3 separate regions of the Mus musculus genome follow, and regions 2 and 3 are each linked to region 1. A link is a contact called in public HiChIP or PLAC-seq data. All regions are on one chromosome and are shown on one strand. The core of a region is the stretch at or near the end of the contact, and the rest is flanking DNA. Distances in the headings are between cores, read along the strand shown.

Region 1 (4,243 bases), core at 401-2,900:
GGTTGGTTTTCCCAGCACAGTTAATTAGACCAAAGACATCTGGTGTGAGGGCTGGGGAGGGCATCTGCTCAGACAGCCCCCTCCCCAACCTCCCAGCAGCTATGGGCCAGAGCTGGGCGGGGCAGCTTAAACAGGAACAGACCTATAGCGCACACTCCATCAAACCCACCCAAATCTCTCAGGGGGAATCATGGCCTCCTTCAACCTGCCTTTCCCATGACGAATAACTCAGCATGGTCCCCACTTTCTGAGTTTTAGGGGACCAAGAAGTCAGTCAGAGCCAGAAGGCCTACCTCAGTGCGATCACAGGCTGAACTTCCAAAAGAGCTAGCCGCAAGTTTTATTCCCTGTCACAGAGTTCCTCCCTGCGTTGGATAGGAACAGGAGACCTCTTGAGGGAAAACCCCTCCTTCCTAGAAAGCCCCTCAGAAAGGCGGCTCTGGATTCTTTCTCCAGCCCCTAAATTTTACCCCATATGCCGTCGCTCCAGCCGAATCCACGGCACTGCAGGAAGAGAGATAACTTTTTCCTGCCCAGAGCAAAGCAGGAGGGAGCCTGAGGAAGTGAGACGACCTCGGTGGACAGTTTCAGTGCCCTAGGGAAGTGGAGAGCCACGAGGGGGAGGGGCGGCAGCTTATCTCGCAGGAGGGGGGAGCTCACTCCAAACAGCTAATGCACTGGCGTGTGAAAGCCCCTCAATTAGCACTAATGATGCAATCAGGGAGGGAGGAGGAGGGACCAGAAGTTCTGATGGAGTCAGCACTAACACACAGGGCACACACTCACTCCCATCCTAGAGACACAGTAGCCCCTCGGGACATGCGGATGCACACATTCCACAGACAGATGTGCGTGGACACTAATGCACTCGCTGTATACGGTTCCGACCCCCTACTGGCGGGTCAAAGATCGAGGTTCTCGGGGATGGGGATGGAGCTGTGTTGTCGAGATGTGGGGATTCGGGAACCAGGAAAATCAGAAAGTCCTGGTAGAAGACAGTTGAAAAAAAAAAAGAATTCTTCCGAAACCTCCTGATTAACTCTGAGACCACAGTCCCCACCCCTCGCGCTCTCGCAGGTGCGGGGCAGCCTCCCCAGTGCGCCGCCCTTCATCACACCCTGAACCCGGGCTGTCCCAGAGCAGCCTCACCCGCAGAAGGAGGAACCCCTGCGCACTGCACTGCAGCCCCGACTCCCCACCTCCCCCAGGAGGCAGCGTGTACCCCTGAGATCCCCGCACCCGGGCCTTGGCGGCTTGCCCCTTGGAGCCCGTTACCCGCCGGCCTCGCCCCTCCAACTCCCCGCACCAGGTCGGCCAGCTCCGCTTTCGGCCTCCGGGTCCCGTTATCCAGCCTGGCCTCGGGCTTGGAAGCCCTGCGCGCGGCCGCCCCCTCCCCCTCCCCCGCTCCCCAACCCGAGCTCGGGGGGCCGCGCGCCGGGCAGGGCCGGAGCCGCCTCCGCGCCGCTTCCCAGGCCCGGCTGGCCGCGGGAGGAGGTCCCGCTGTCAGTCAGCGGGGAAGGCCGGCCCGGGCGGCCAGAGGGGGCGGCGCCGAGGACTGGCTCGGCCGGGCGCGGGGAGGCGCTGGCGGAGGGGCGGGCGCGGGGGTGGCTCCGGGCCTTATAAGCGGCGGGGGCAGGGCGGGAGGGAGGCAAGTGTCAGGCCGATGTGCCGCCCGCCGGGGGCCGGGGTCGGGGCTGCCCGGGCCATGCGCGCGGGCTGGGCAGGGGGCCGGCGCGGCGCGAAGCCGAGTCGCCTCGGAGCCTGAGCCGCCCGGGGCCGGGGCCGGGGCCGGGGCCGGGGAGCGGCGCGCGGCCGGCCGGGGGGAGGGGAGCGATGCGGCGCCGGCGGGCGGCCGTGGCCGCTGGTTTCTGCGCCTCCTTCCTGCTGGGCTCCGTCCTCAACGTGCTCTTCGCACCGGGCTCGGAGCCTCCGCGGCCAGGCCAGTCCCCGGGGTCCTCGGCAGCCCCGGGCCCGGGCCGTCGCGGGGGCCGTGGGGAGCTGGCCCGGCAGATCCGGGAGCGCTACGAGGAGGTGCAGCGCTATTCCCGCGGGGGGCCGGGGCCGGGAGCGGGCCGGCCAGAGCGGCGGCGCCTGATGGACCTGGCTCCGGGCGGGCCGGGCCTGCAGCGTCCCCGGCCCCCGCGGGTCCGGTCCCCGCCCGACGGCGCTCCGGGCTGGCCCCCTGCTCCCGGCCCGGGCTCCCCCGGCCCGGGCCCGCGCCTAGGCTGCGCCGCGCTCCGCAACGTGTCTGGCGCGCAGTACGTGGGCTCAGGCTACACTAAGGCTGTGTACCGGGTCCGCCTGCCCGGCGGCGCCGCGGTGGCGCTTAAAGCAGTGGACTTCAGCGGCCACGATCTGGGCAGCTGCGTGCGCGAGTTCGGGGCGCGAAGGGGCTGCTATCGCCTGGCGGCCCACAAGCTGCTCAAAGAGATGGTGCTGCTGGAGCGGCTGCGGCACCCCAACGTGCTGCAGGTACGACAGTGGGGTTCCGGGATGAGGGGGCTGGCTGGCCACTCTGAAAGACTCCTTGGTCTTACGGAGTAAATAAGTCTCAGGGCGTCCAAGACTGCCCAGTTGCAGCTAGGTGCAGAACCCAGATTAGGGAACCACACTCAGCACCACCCTGCCGGGGTCTCTCACCCTTTGGGTAGAACCCTGTACCAGCTTAAACGCATCCCGTAAAGACAGAGGCAAGGACCAGAAGGGTCCCAAGCTGGTGATAAGGCAGTGATTAGGAGTTGTGACCACAGAGGACCCTGCTGCTGGCTAAAGCTGGTGGAGTATTATCTCCAGTCATAGTGACCTCAGGTCCAACTCCAACATCCAGCTTCAGTCAGCTCCCAGATGCAGAAATAGGATCCCCCATATTGGTAGAGCCTGAACCATACTTTTTTCAAAGTCCAGCGACACGTCTGGCTTTGGAGGTGATGTTAAGCCTCAGTGGGTATGGGAGGGGCCCAAAAGGAGACCATGGATCTGACTTGATCTTCAGGGAGACCCTCATTTCTCACTGGGCTCACAGGCCATTGAAAGGGATAAAAGAGGCCAGAAAATACACAGCCTTTCCCAGAAGTGACCACAGGCTTCCCTGGGACTTCAAGTGGGTCCAGCTGAACCACAGGGGAAGCCTCAGGATTGTAGGCCAGAAGACTCCAGGTCTGCTAGTATGAATACCACACTCTTGCAAGTGTGCTTAGCCAAGAGGCTAGACGGTTCAAAAAGCTAGATGCATACTTTCCTAGCGAGAAACTCTGTCCTTGTTCATTGGGGGCACAGGCAAGAAGGATGCACCCCCACATCTCGTCCATCCAAGGTTGCATTTAGAACAGACCTTCACAATGCCACCGCCATCCAAACATAAACCCACTTCCCCTCTCTGAGTTCTCTGCCTTGGATAAGACTACTTACTCTCTATGCATATGTGTGAGGTGACTGAAAGGGGACCCCTGACTGCTCTTGGCTGGGTAACATAAGTGTGTGCAACCCCCCCCCCAGCTGTCCATACCACCCACCCACCCTCAGAGTCACTTTTCTATACCCAAAGAGCTGGCCAGAGGCACAGCAGTCCATCTTTTCTTCCCTCAGCACTGAGAAGGGGGCCCCAGGCCTCGAGGGATCTGTGGACCACAGAATAAAGAGGCCACAATACTACTTGTACTCCTAGTGGCTCCAAGTCTCCCTAGAACTAATGCCCCCAGTCCTGGCCATACTCTTGTGACAAGTTCTGTCAAGGTCCCAGGCCCTGCATTTGGTCCCAAACACCCATTGTGTGTGTTTATGTCTGGCTGCATGGCTAACACTGTGACTGGAGCTTAAGGGAGTGAGCGGCTGGTTACGTGGCCATTCTAACTGGGAGGATCTTGGTTGTTTTTTTTTTCCCTCTTCTGGGTTCTTGGGAATTTTCTGGAAACCCTGAGGTGCCAGCCAGATTCTGAGGAGGATGGAGAGGCCTTGACCAAGTGACTTAGCGGGGCATTTGGTGTTTGTTAACTGTTCAAGGCCATTTCTCAGGACAGGTTTGTCATTCAGTTGGGCCTTCCTAGCCATAGGGATTCCTCCCTTGATGGCCTCACCATGCATTTCCACCATGCATTTCCACCGACTACACCTACAACCAGATCCACAGAGTGGTCCTTGTCTGTAACGTTGCCCCCACCCCCCACCCCTAGTAATGAGGGCACCAGAGAAAGACAAGACATTACAAGGGAACATGTCTCGCCCATGCCTTCTCCAGCATGGCATC
Region 2 (4,895 bases), core at 577-3,076, 2.3 Mb before region 1:
TGTGTAAATCCTGAAAACGCTTCCTCTGCCGGGTTTAGTGCTTCCTGAGAAGGAAAAGCTGATTGTGAGAAGAACACTAAAATTGTAATTCTTTGTCTTCCTTAATTAGACCCAGAGCTCATCACAGTTCTTGCTGAAGCTGTGAGGAAAAATCCAAGCAATAATTCACATTGTCAGGTCAGCAGACACGGGCATGGGGGTCTGATAGGACCAAGATTTGCTTAAGGGATCTTTCTGTGAAGTGAACAGCTAAGAAGAGGTACATGCTCTTCCACAGGAAAAAAAAAATCCCTGAAGACGTGGAGCCCAAGCAGCAATGAACATGGATCGCAGCAGCATCTCGTGTCACCGTTACAGATGCCATTCCATAGGAGGCAGATCAACCACCTCTATACCAACGGACGTGGGGCACTAATTAATAAGTCCCATTAAAGCACGGAGTAATGACATTTAGCATCTAATGAATGCCTCATAATCTCTTCAGTCATTAATATTTCATAGTGTCAGAGCATAAGGATAGCCGTCCTGGACTGGTACAGCATGGTTTTCTGCCTCTGACATGGCCCCAAGGGTGTAGGTGGGACCAGGGTATGGCACCTTGCCATGCAGAATATACATGCGCATCATTCACTCTGTACTTTGGTCCCAAGGATTCCTCTTTTAGAAAGATCCTGCCTGCCATTTTTAGAGTGAACATCTGTGACTCCAGAAAAGCCCTGGAAAAGCAGAAAGCCTCAGATGTTGACCGGTGTAGAGCACTGGTTTGTTGTTGACCCTCGATGACCACCAGGAAAAAAAAAAACTAGTACAGGAGAAAATCATTACTTTGATTTATCACTGGTGGGCTTGCTTTATTCAAAGGCAATAATCACTTGGCAGAGCAGGTGCCACTGCAAGGCCGTATTGATCCAGGAGACGGTCAGTCACTCAGGCGTAGAGATAGCCCAAGAAAAAGAAGTCCATCTCAGAACAGGCAGGAATGAAGTGGGCGGCTATTATCTCTGACTGTGGTTCTGTGGCTCCAGGGACACTGGGCATCTTCTTGCAGAAGCAGGGCTGGAGCAGAGAGAAGGGTTCCAGGCTGCCAGGAGCCCGAGAGAGGGAAGCAGGGCTATTGAGCTAGCTGCCAAGGTCTCTGAGATTGGATCCTTCGGAAGTCTAGAAAAGAGGCTGGCTGCTCTAGATCAAGAGTCTAAAGAGTCAAAACCACACGCGTTCAAGGATGGGATTTGCTCCTGGGAGCAAAACAGAGACAGTGATCAAAATCAACTTGGACAAGAGACAAAGATCCAGCCTGATGTTGGTGGATGTCTTGTAAGGTCGTGGGAGGGACAGAGGATCGGAGGTGGTGTGTGCAGGGGTAGGTGCAGAGAGGGTTGGAATCCAAGGCAGGTATATAAAGGCAGAAGGAGCCAGGGACACAAAGGCCCTCCCGAGTGGGGAAAGAGCGTCTGGAAGAGTTGAAGAAAAGTAAAGGGAAAGTAGGGACGGGGTTAAGAGGAGAAAGGAGGATAGAGAGCAAAGGGAGGATGGAGAGCAGAGGTGAAGGCAGGGAGAGGGGGCTGGAGAGAGGGGGCTGACCGCGGGAGCTGGAAGCAGGGAGAGGGACGAGGGGCGTGATCGGCCGGGGTAGCGGGTGGGTGGGTTGTGGAGTGCGGGGAGCCGGCTTAGGGGGAGGGCCGCGGGAAAGTGAGAGCGCGGGAGGGCGCGGGGCCGGGCGGGAGGAGGCTCCCGCGGGGGAGAGAGGCGGGCGGGCGGCCGTGGGAGGGAGAGTGCGGGGCAGGTGGCAGGGAGGGAGGGCGCTCGGCGGAGCGCCGAGGCCAAGTGCATTGTGTCTGGCGGCGGCGGCGAGCCCACCGGCGGCGGCTGCTGGCCGGGAAGCCATGGAGCCACGGGCGCTCGTCACGGCGCTAAGCCTCGGCCTCAGCCTTTGCTCCCTGGGGCTGCTCGTCACGGCCATCTTCACCGACCACTGGTACGAGACCGACCCCCGGCGCCACAAGGAGAGCTGCGAGCGCAGCCGCGCGGGCGCCGACCCCCCGGATCAGAAGAACCGCCTGATGCCGCTGTCGCACCTGCCGCTGCGGGACTCGCCTCCCCTGGGGCGCCGGCTGCTCCCCGGCGGCCCCGGGCGCTCAGACCCTGAGTCCTGGCGCTCGCTTCTGGGGCTTGGCGGGTTGGACGCTGAGTGTGGCCGGCCACTGTTCGCCACCTACTCGGGCCTCTGGAGGAAGTGCTACTTTCTGGGCATCGACCGGGACATCGACACCCTCATCCTGAAAGGTGAGCGGCGGGCGCGCCCCGCGTCTCTACGTCCGCGCGCGGAGCTCAGCCCGGGCATCCCAGGGGCGCGCGGGTCCCCGCGGTCGCCTCTCCAGTCGCTGCGCTCCGTTGCCCCGCGCATTTTTCACCCTTCCAGATTGCTTCCCTGCTTTCCTTCCCCAGCTACTCTTCTTTCTCCCTTTCCTTGCTCCTTCATCCTACCCTTCTTTTACCATTTTCCTGGACTCCGTTTTACCCCTCACACTGTCTCTTTATCTTCCCTAAGACTCTCTCCTCTGGTCCTTCTCTGTCTGTGCCTGGCTGACTCGGGGTGTAGATATGGATTTTCTTGACAGTGTTCCCAGGGAGGGTGACAGCCACAAAGACTGATCTTTCTCAACTGGGTTCCTTTCCTCAACTTGCATTTTCCTTTGAGACGTGCCCTTTGGAAGAGACAAGGTGTAAACCTCAGAACAAGGAAAGAGGGCTTTCTCATGGATTGAGCTCGCTGGTATACCATTAAATCGAGGTGGCATTCCAGCCTGGAATGGGGAGCGAAGGTCTGTCCTCCAAACACTCCAAGTTCAGGATCTGTTTGAATTGGACTTCGTATTCCCTAATTCACTAGTAAAGGCAGCTAAAGGGATCTAAGACACCGGCTTTACTCATTATTCAACCTTCCAGATGACCACCCTCCTCAGGGTCTAGGAAGCAGCTGAGGAGAGCCAAGGGCCAAGTCCTTGAAAGTAGACTTGCGCTCAGAGATTCTACCTGCCACGCTCTTATGGTTGTGACACTTTGTAGGTTGTCTTTATTGTTTTGTTATTGGGCTTTGCGTTGGTACAGCATCATTTTGCTCTTCTGGAATCTATGCAACACCTATCTTATGTATGGAATCAGGTAGTTTGAATATTTTCTTTGTAATCCTCTCTTGTGGTGATTCCTTTAACTTCTAAAGATCAAACCTTAGTAGAATTTTTTGTCCCCTGAGAGAAAAACAAATAAATAAACTTCTTTTCCTTGGACTCACTGTTCCCAAAAGGAAGTACGAGGTCAGTCCATTTGAAAATATTTAGAAGCAAGTGAACAGATGTAAATTGAATTACAGCCTGCCATGGAACTACCGAGAAAGGAGGGGGTTAATACTGGCCTTCCCCATCTTGTTCTTTGGCATAGTCTTCATTTCTCAAACATGTCAATTTCCTCCTTCCCATGGCTAGCCCAGCTGGGGACTGCCATCCAAATCTGTCTGTATATGGAAGGACTCCAGCAATTTGGGGGTGGGGTGGGGTGGGGCAATCGGATACAGTAATCTTCCTTTGGGAAGTAAACCTTTTTCTTTTCTGTTCCAACTTGCATCCAAATCTGATTTCTCCTCATGAAGACACTGCATAATTAATCCTGATAGTAGCGTAATACAGGAACAAACTGTAAAAGCTGACTGTGGAGGCTCAGTTATGGAATGCTCATTTAGGCAGGACAATTTTGAAAGTAAGCAGTGTAGTCTGTCTTTGGAAATAGCAGAATTGCATTTTTCACACACACACACACACACACACACACACACACACACACACACACACATTCCCCTGTGCTTAGAGTATTTCACTGCATGCAATTTGGATAGAGTGTAGTGTCTGAAACAGTAGAGCAGAGTCTAAGCCCACAGCAGGAGAACTCCCACAGGGATACTCCAGGATACTTATGGAAATGTGCTGGCTAGCTGAGGTGTCCAGAATCAAATGATCGTAGGAGATGAAGAATGTTATCAGAGGTCAATGAATCCAACCTTTCAATCCACTGTTCTAACCCTGCTACAGTTTCTGACAGATGGCCACCCAATACAGAACTCATATGCTATTTAGATGAATTACATTGTTCTGGTCATGAATACATCTTTTAGATGAAAAAAAAATTACCTCACATATATACTATTGATAGTTGCTAGCTCATCCTTTGTGGAGAACACTGGGGGTTTCTGGCCTGACAGAAGGTAGGGGTGGCTACAATCGTTCATACTTACTTGGTTTTGTTGTCTCTTGTCTGTGAGGGTTGACTATTCTTTGGGGAACTTGCTAGATCTGAGATGTATCGTTGTTTTAAGAACAACAACATGATTTTAGCTTCCTGGGAAGCTAGTGAGCTGATACTGTTAGAAAATGAGGAGCTTAGACCAAAGGATGACGCCTGTCATTCCGGGATTCTGATTTGTTGTTGGTTGTTGGGGAGAAGATGAGAAGCGCCTCTGGTACTAACAACAGCAGTTTGCTACTGACCCACGTTAGGCTGGACGAGTAACTCTTTGGGTCTGTTTCACCTCTGGGAAATGCATGGACATGGAAATTTCATTAAAATTCTGATTCTGTGAATAATATGGAAAAGCCAAACCGTACATATCTACCTGTCTCCAGCAGGTGACTTCGTGCATCTATATTAGGAAACATGGTTAGCGTTGTTTTGGCACCTGACACCAAATAGCTCTGGTCTGAATGTCCTAGCATAAAACACTAGAAACTGTCATCATGTGCACCTCAAACATCTGTTTAACTGGAGGCTCAAGGTCTACTTTCTACTTTCCTCTCTGAATTACCTTTTGAGTCTTATAATCCCTTAGAAATTTTAATTATTGACAA
Region 3 (4,478 bases), core at 842-3,341, 2.3 Mb before region 1:
TGGATCATGCTCTGAAGGTTGTCTGTGCCCAGGCTAGGTAACTCTTCCGTTTCCTCCTTAGTTTCCTGATGCTATAAAGAGGTTAAAGGAGCTGTGGCCAGTCTCTCTGATCTGGTAGTTGAGGGTACTCATATTTCTGTTTTGGGCATTGTGCTACTACAGAGTTCAGCTCCCGAGGCCAGAGTTGTGAATGTTCATGAGGTAATTAACAAATGATCAGAACCTTAGAGTTAGGATAAGCCTCCAGTGTACTGTAGTTCTAACACCTACCTAAGGCTTCTGTACTGAACTAGTGTCAGTGGTGCATTCAGACTGGTTAAGTGCTTCCGGAGGTGGGGGGTGAGGGCAATGTACCATCTCTTCTAGCAGTGTATAAGCTCTTTAAAAACTAAGCTTATTACTGAGTACGGTGGTGCACAGCTTTAATCCCAGCCCTTGGTGGGCGGAGGCGGAGGCGGAGGCGGAGGCGGAGGCGGAGGCAGGTATGTTTCCTGCCTGCCTGCCTGCCTGCCTGCCTGCCTGCCTCCCTCCCTCCCTCTTTCCCCTCCTCTCTCATACACATACAAACACACAATTTGATTCTCCCGAATTGTCAAATAAGCTGATTGACTTCCCCCATCTTACTAAAGTTGATTTCTATAAAGTTTACCCACCAACCAAATAGTTTATGCAAATTACTATAGACTAAGCAAGACTTATTCCAAGCAAAATTATTGACATAGTCTCTAGCAGAGTTTATTTTTAGTAACTTTAATTGTACTGACTTCCTGTGGGGCAGGCGCTTCTCACTCTCTTTACGGCAACTTTTCTCCTTCTATCAGAGGAGGTAGTGAGTGGATGTGAGAGTTAAGTCTGGAAACACAGGTTCTGTCAGGTTCAGGGGACTGCTCAGACATGATTACTGCCTCTCAAGGCATTTATACTTTATTAAGAATGAAGCCTTGCCTGCTGGGTTTGGCATAAAGGAATGGACTAGACATGAATATTAGTCACCAGGCAGTTGGAGGGAGGGACTGGCTTCTCAGGCCTCCACATATCACCAGGGAGGAGACCTGTGACACAGCCTGGCCCAGGTCCCAGCCTTAGGCCCCCACTGGAGGATCTCTAGATGTCTTTCAGGAACACGCAGGAGTGAAGGGGGATTGGAGACTTGGGCTACTGAGGTCCAAGTGGAAGAGAAAGTGACCTTGCTTGCACAAGCCAGGCACAGAAAGAAAAGCATAACATGCTTACTCAGGTGTGAGGCCTAAGAGCTGATTTCATAAACGGAGAGAGTTGACTAGAGAGAGTGGACAATGGGTAGCCAAATACATAGTTCACAATATGGTTTTGTTTTGGTTTTTTTTTTAAGCTTCCCAATACAAAGGACTGATAAATCTTTAAGGAGTGGGAAACGCTCATTATTCTGATCGATCATTATATATTTTTACATTATCAAAACCTAACTTCCTCCATATGTACAACAGAAAATATAAATGGAAAGAAGAAAATGGTCCAGTCGCTAAAATTAAAACCCTGGAGGATTTCCATGGCCACCCTGGGTTTGAGTGATGATCATTTTTAATTTTCCTCTCAAAGATGGCACCTCCAACAGAGATTTCCTCATGGAGTGTTTCCTGCTGCCAAGCCAGGAGGCAGCTGTCACTTGCAGGGTGTTTTTTCTTATAACATACGGCTTCGAGTCTTGATCCAGGGCATAGACACTTCTTGAAAGGCTTTTTGTTCAAAGCAGACAAGGTCCCAGTCTACCTTCCTTTAGGAGAGATGAAAACATCACAGCCTGCAGTAGCAGAGGGCACCGTGGAAACTAAACTCCCTTACCCTGAGGTGCAGGCATGAACGTGAGTGTTTTATTTATTATTTACAGCACAACCTGTCCAGACACGGTGTGTTAGGAACTGGTCGACAACGCTGATGGAAGTCAGCACTGGGGCCGTAAAAGGGCCTTTGAAACTCCAGCAGGCTTTCATTATAGTCTCTCCGGGCCCTACGGGCAAAGCTGTTTGCCCACGTCCCCTCCCCTCTCCTCATCACAAATCAACTCCTCAACTTGGTTTAGGCTCCAGGAAGCTGAGAGATTGGAGATTTCAAATGAGCCTTTCAGTCCAGATGTGTCCATAATAGAAACCGCTGGGCAGTGGGGCATAATTAACCACCTCTCCTTCGCTGAGACGGCAGAATGGCATTAATTCTGCCAACTGGGCTCGACGTGAATTGGCTGGAACGTTCTGAGTCGATTTCCAGCTGCTGCTTCTGCTGCTCTGGCTTCCAACAGGATTTGCATTCCAAATAAAATGAGGCCCGAAATAGATGCCCAATACACGTTCAATGCTATTTTTAATCAGTGATCTCTCGGTTAGCTGTGAAAGATTATTAGCAGGTCACAATGCACTTCAGACTTCTCTTTGTCCCGCAGAACGGATCTCAGCACATGGTGACTAGCTTCTCCTTTTACCTCTCAGACTCTTTACACAACGGATAGGAGGGGAGTGGTGTGTGTCAGGGCGGCACAGATGTGCTACAATTATAAGCTCCGGAGCTGAAGGGCCATTTATTTTGGCTAAAGCTGTGTTTAAATAGGCTAGAGTTCCACCAGAGAATCTTCAAGCAAGTCAGCTAGTCTGAGGCTTACAAACGGTTTTCCTGACACTCGCCTGGGACTATCAAACCAATCCCTGCGAATTTTTTTTTTTTTTTACAAAAGTTGTTTTTATTTTTAAACAATGTATTCATGTGTGTGTGTGTGTGTGTGTGTGTGTGTTATACGCACATATAAATTCAATTGCCCAGGGAGAGGATGCAGGATTCCCTGGAATTACAGTTGGTCCCCAGCCATCTGATCTAGGTGCTAGGAAATGAACTCTGGCTTCTGCAAGAGCAGTATGAGGCCCTAACTGTGAGCCAACTCTCCAGTACCACCAGTCCCTTTTAATTCACAGAAGAACACGGAGGGAAATGTTGATTTTGTGTTTATTGCTCCCTCCTACCTAGGTGTGGGAATCCAGTAGGTACTGCGTATTTCTTTATAGATAGTAGTTTCCTAGGAACTTGAGATGCCTATGGATATAGTCGTCAATAGATGCCCTAGTTATTTAAAAAATAATATAATTTCACATTTGTTTATCATGCAAGCAAATCTGTCATCTCATTTGCAAAGACATTTATGTAGAATGAATGCTCAAATGTAATTGTATTAGTAACTGTTTTACAGAATATGTTAGTGTTAATATTAATATTACCCCCCGTTTCTACTTCTCCTTTCACTATAATGTGTGTGTTTCTGTCGGTCCAATTCTTTGGAGTTTATTTTTTGTACATGGGTTGGCAACTGTATTTCAGCTGCTCCACAGTCTCGATCCCCTAAACTACCTTTGCTATTATTATATATTTGATTCTTCAAGAAAAAATTCCACAATTTCCCTGTCCTTTTGTCCATTTATTGATTTTACCCATCATCCTCAAACATTAACTAATAATTCCCCAAAGCTTTTGGTATGGCCTATTTAGAGCTTAAATATGCTGTGGTCTTTTCTTACGAAAGTTTTCTACTCTTTAATTTTGCAGGGATTGATCTATCCCTGTATTTCAGCAGGAACACTTGATTATCAAGTACATGGAGGAAGGTGGTGGGAGTCCAGAGATAGCCTGGTCCTCAGATATGCTTTAGAAAGAAACAGAGCTACCCCACCCCCACCCCCACCCCTGCTGCCACCAGTGCCTGCATCACTACTTTCTTGGCGCCACCATTCTTGGCAGCTATCTCCAGGAGCAATGCCTTATCTGTAAGGCACACACTGGGGATAGAAACAGAAGGCCATGCCAGTGAACTTCCTGTTCAACTCTGGCATGATCTTGACCACAGTCTTGGTAGCACTGGAAGATAGGTGCTGAGATGATGCTCTGGGCAGCCCCATGGCCATCACAGAACTATTTCCCAGAGAGGCTGTTTGTAGCCTCCCGGGTATCGTGATAGTCTGGACTGTGGTCGCAGACCCCTTGATGATGATGAAGTTGTAGTGGGTGACCTTAGCACCGGGGCTAAGCATTTGGTAGTGCAGGAGGTGTTGCTGACAGTCTTGAATGAATTGTCACTTTTGGTGGTCCACCGCCACCACAAGCATCACAGAAGGGCAGGAGATGACCCTTTTGCTTTGACTCTTCTAAGAGGGCTCTGATATTCTCAATGGTGGAGAAGACACCAGTAACTTCCACCATACACTTTGCACCGGTGTCACTATTTTATCTTGGTGGGATCTTGCTCCTGAAGGACGGAGGTGGCCTTCTTGTTGATGACAAGTTTCCTCTTCTTGACTGCACTGTTGACCTTGCTGGAACATGTAGACTATACAGTTGAGGTCAGTGGAGGGCCACTGATGGTAACAATATCCACTTTGCAGGAGTTGAAGGCGACCCTGGTAACCAGGTCCTCAATACGGCTAAATCTGTCCACTTGGACCTAATACACCATCATGCCTTAG

What was found. HiChIP or PLAC-seq counts read pairs in DNA pulled down with a chosen protein or histone mark.
Region 2: an H3K4me3 HiChIP or PLAC-seq map of embryonic stem cells shows a contact between it and region 1, with 11 times the contacts expected there. The contact joins the promoter of Tmem178 here to the promoter of Pkdcc in region 1. A contact is called at or near these places in 6 of 39 promoter capture datasets (cranial neural crest, embryonic stem cells, hippocampal neurons and 3 more), 5 of 484 Hi-C or Micro-C datasets (all in embryonic stem cells) and 7 of 115 datasets of contacts at active chromatin or transcription factors (astrocytes, embryonic forebrain, embryonic stem cells and 1 more).
Region 3: a contact with region 1 is called in an H3K4me3 HiChIP or PLAC-seq map of embryonic forebrain, with 5 times the contacts expected there. The contact joins the enhancer-like site here to the promoter of Pkdcc in region 1. A contact is called at or near these places in 5 of 39 promoter capture datasets (the 3T3-L1 cell line, the SN4741 cell line, cranial neural crest and 2 more) and 1 of 115 datasets of contacts at active chromatin or transcription factors (embryonic forebrain).

The regions. Positions count from the first base shown.
Region 1 is chr17:83,213,633-83,217,875 of GRCm38.p6, forward strand. It overlaps Pkdcc (protein kinase domain containing, cytoplasmic), which reads left to right and starts at 1,651. Exons shown (of 7, transcript NM_134117.2): 1 at 1,651-2,472. The coding sequence starts at 1,834. Gm34686 (a long non-coding RNA gene) reads right to left here and starts at 1,502. Exons shown (of 3, transcript XR_001782234.2): 1 at 1-1,502.
Region 2 is chr17:80,942,806-80,947,700 of GRCm38.p6, forward strand. Tmem178 (transmembrane protein 178) reads left to right here and starts at 1,827. Exons shown (of 4, transcript NM_026516.2): 1 at 1,827-2,283. The coding sequence starts at 1,884.
Region 3 is chr17:80,885,505-80,889,982 of GRCm38.p6, forward strand. No RefSeq gene overlaps it. Among named protein-coding and RNA genes, the nearest start is that of C230072F16Rik, 9.0 kb to the right of the region's middle. Within about 2 kb of position 2,092, at least 94 of the 459 cell types and tissues checked have an H3K27ac peak or open chromatin away from gene starts, as enhancers often do. A contact at or near this core is called in embryonic forebrain, where this site is marked.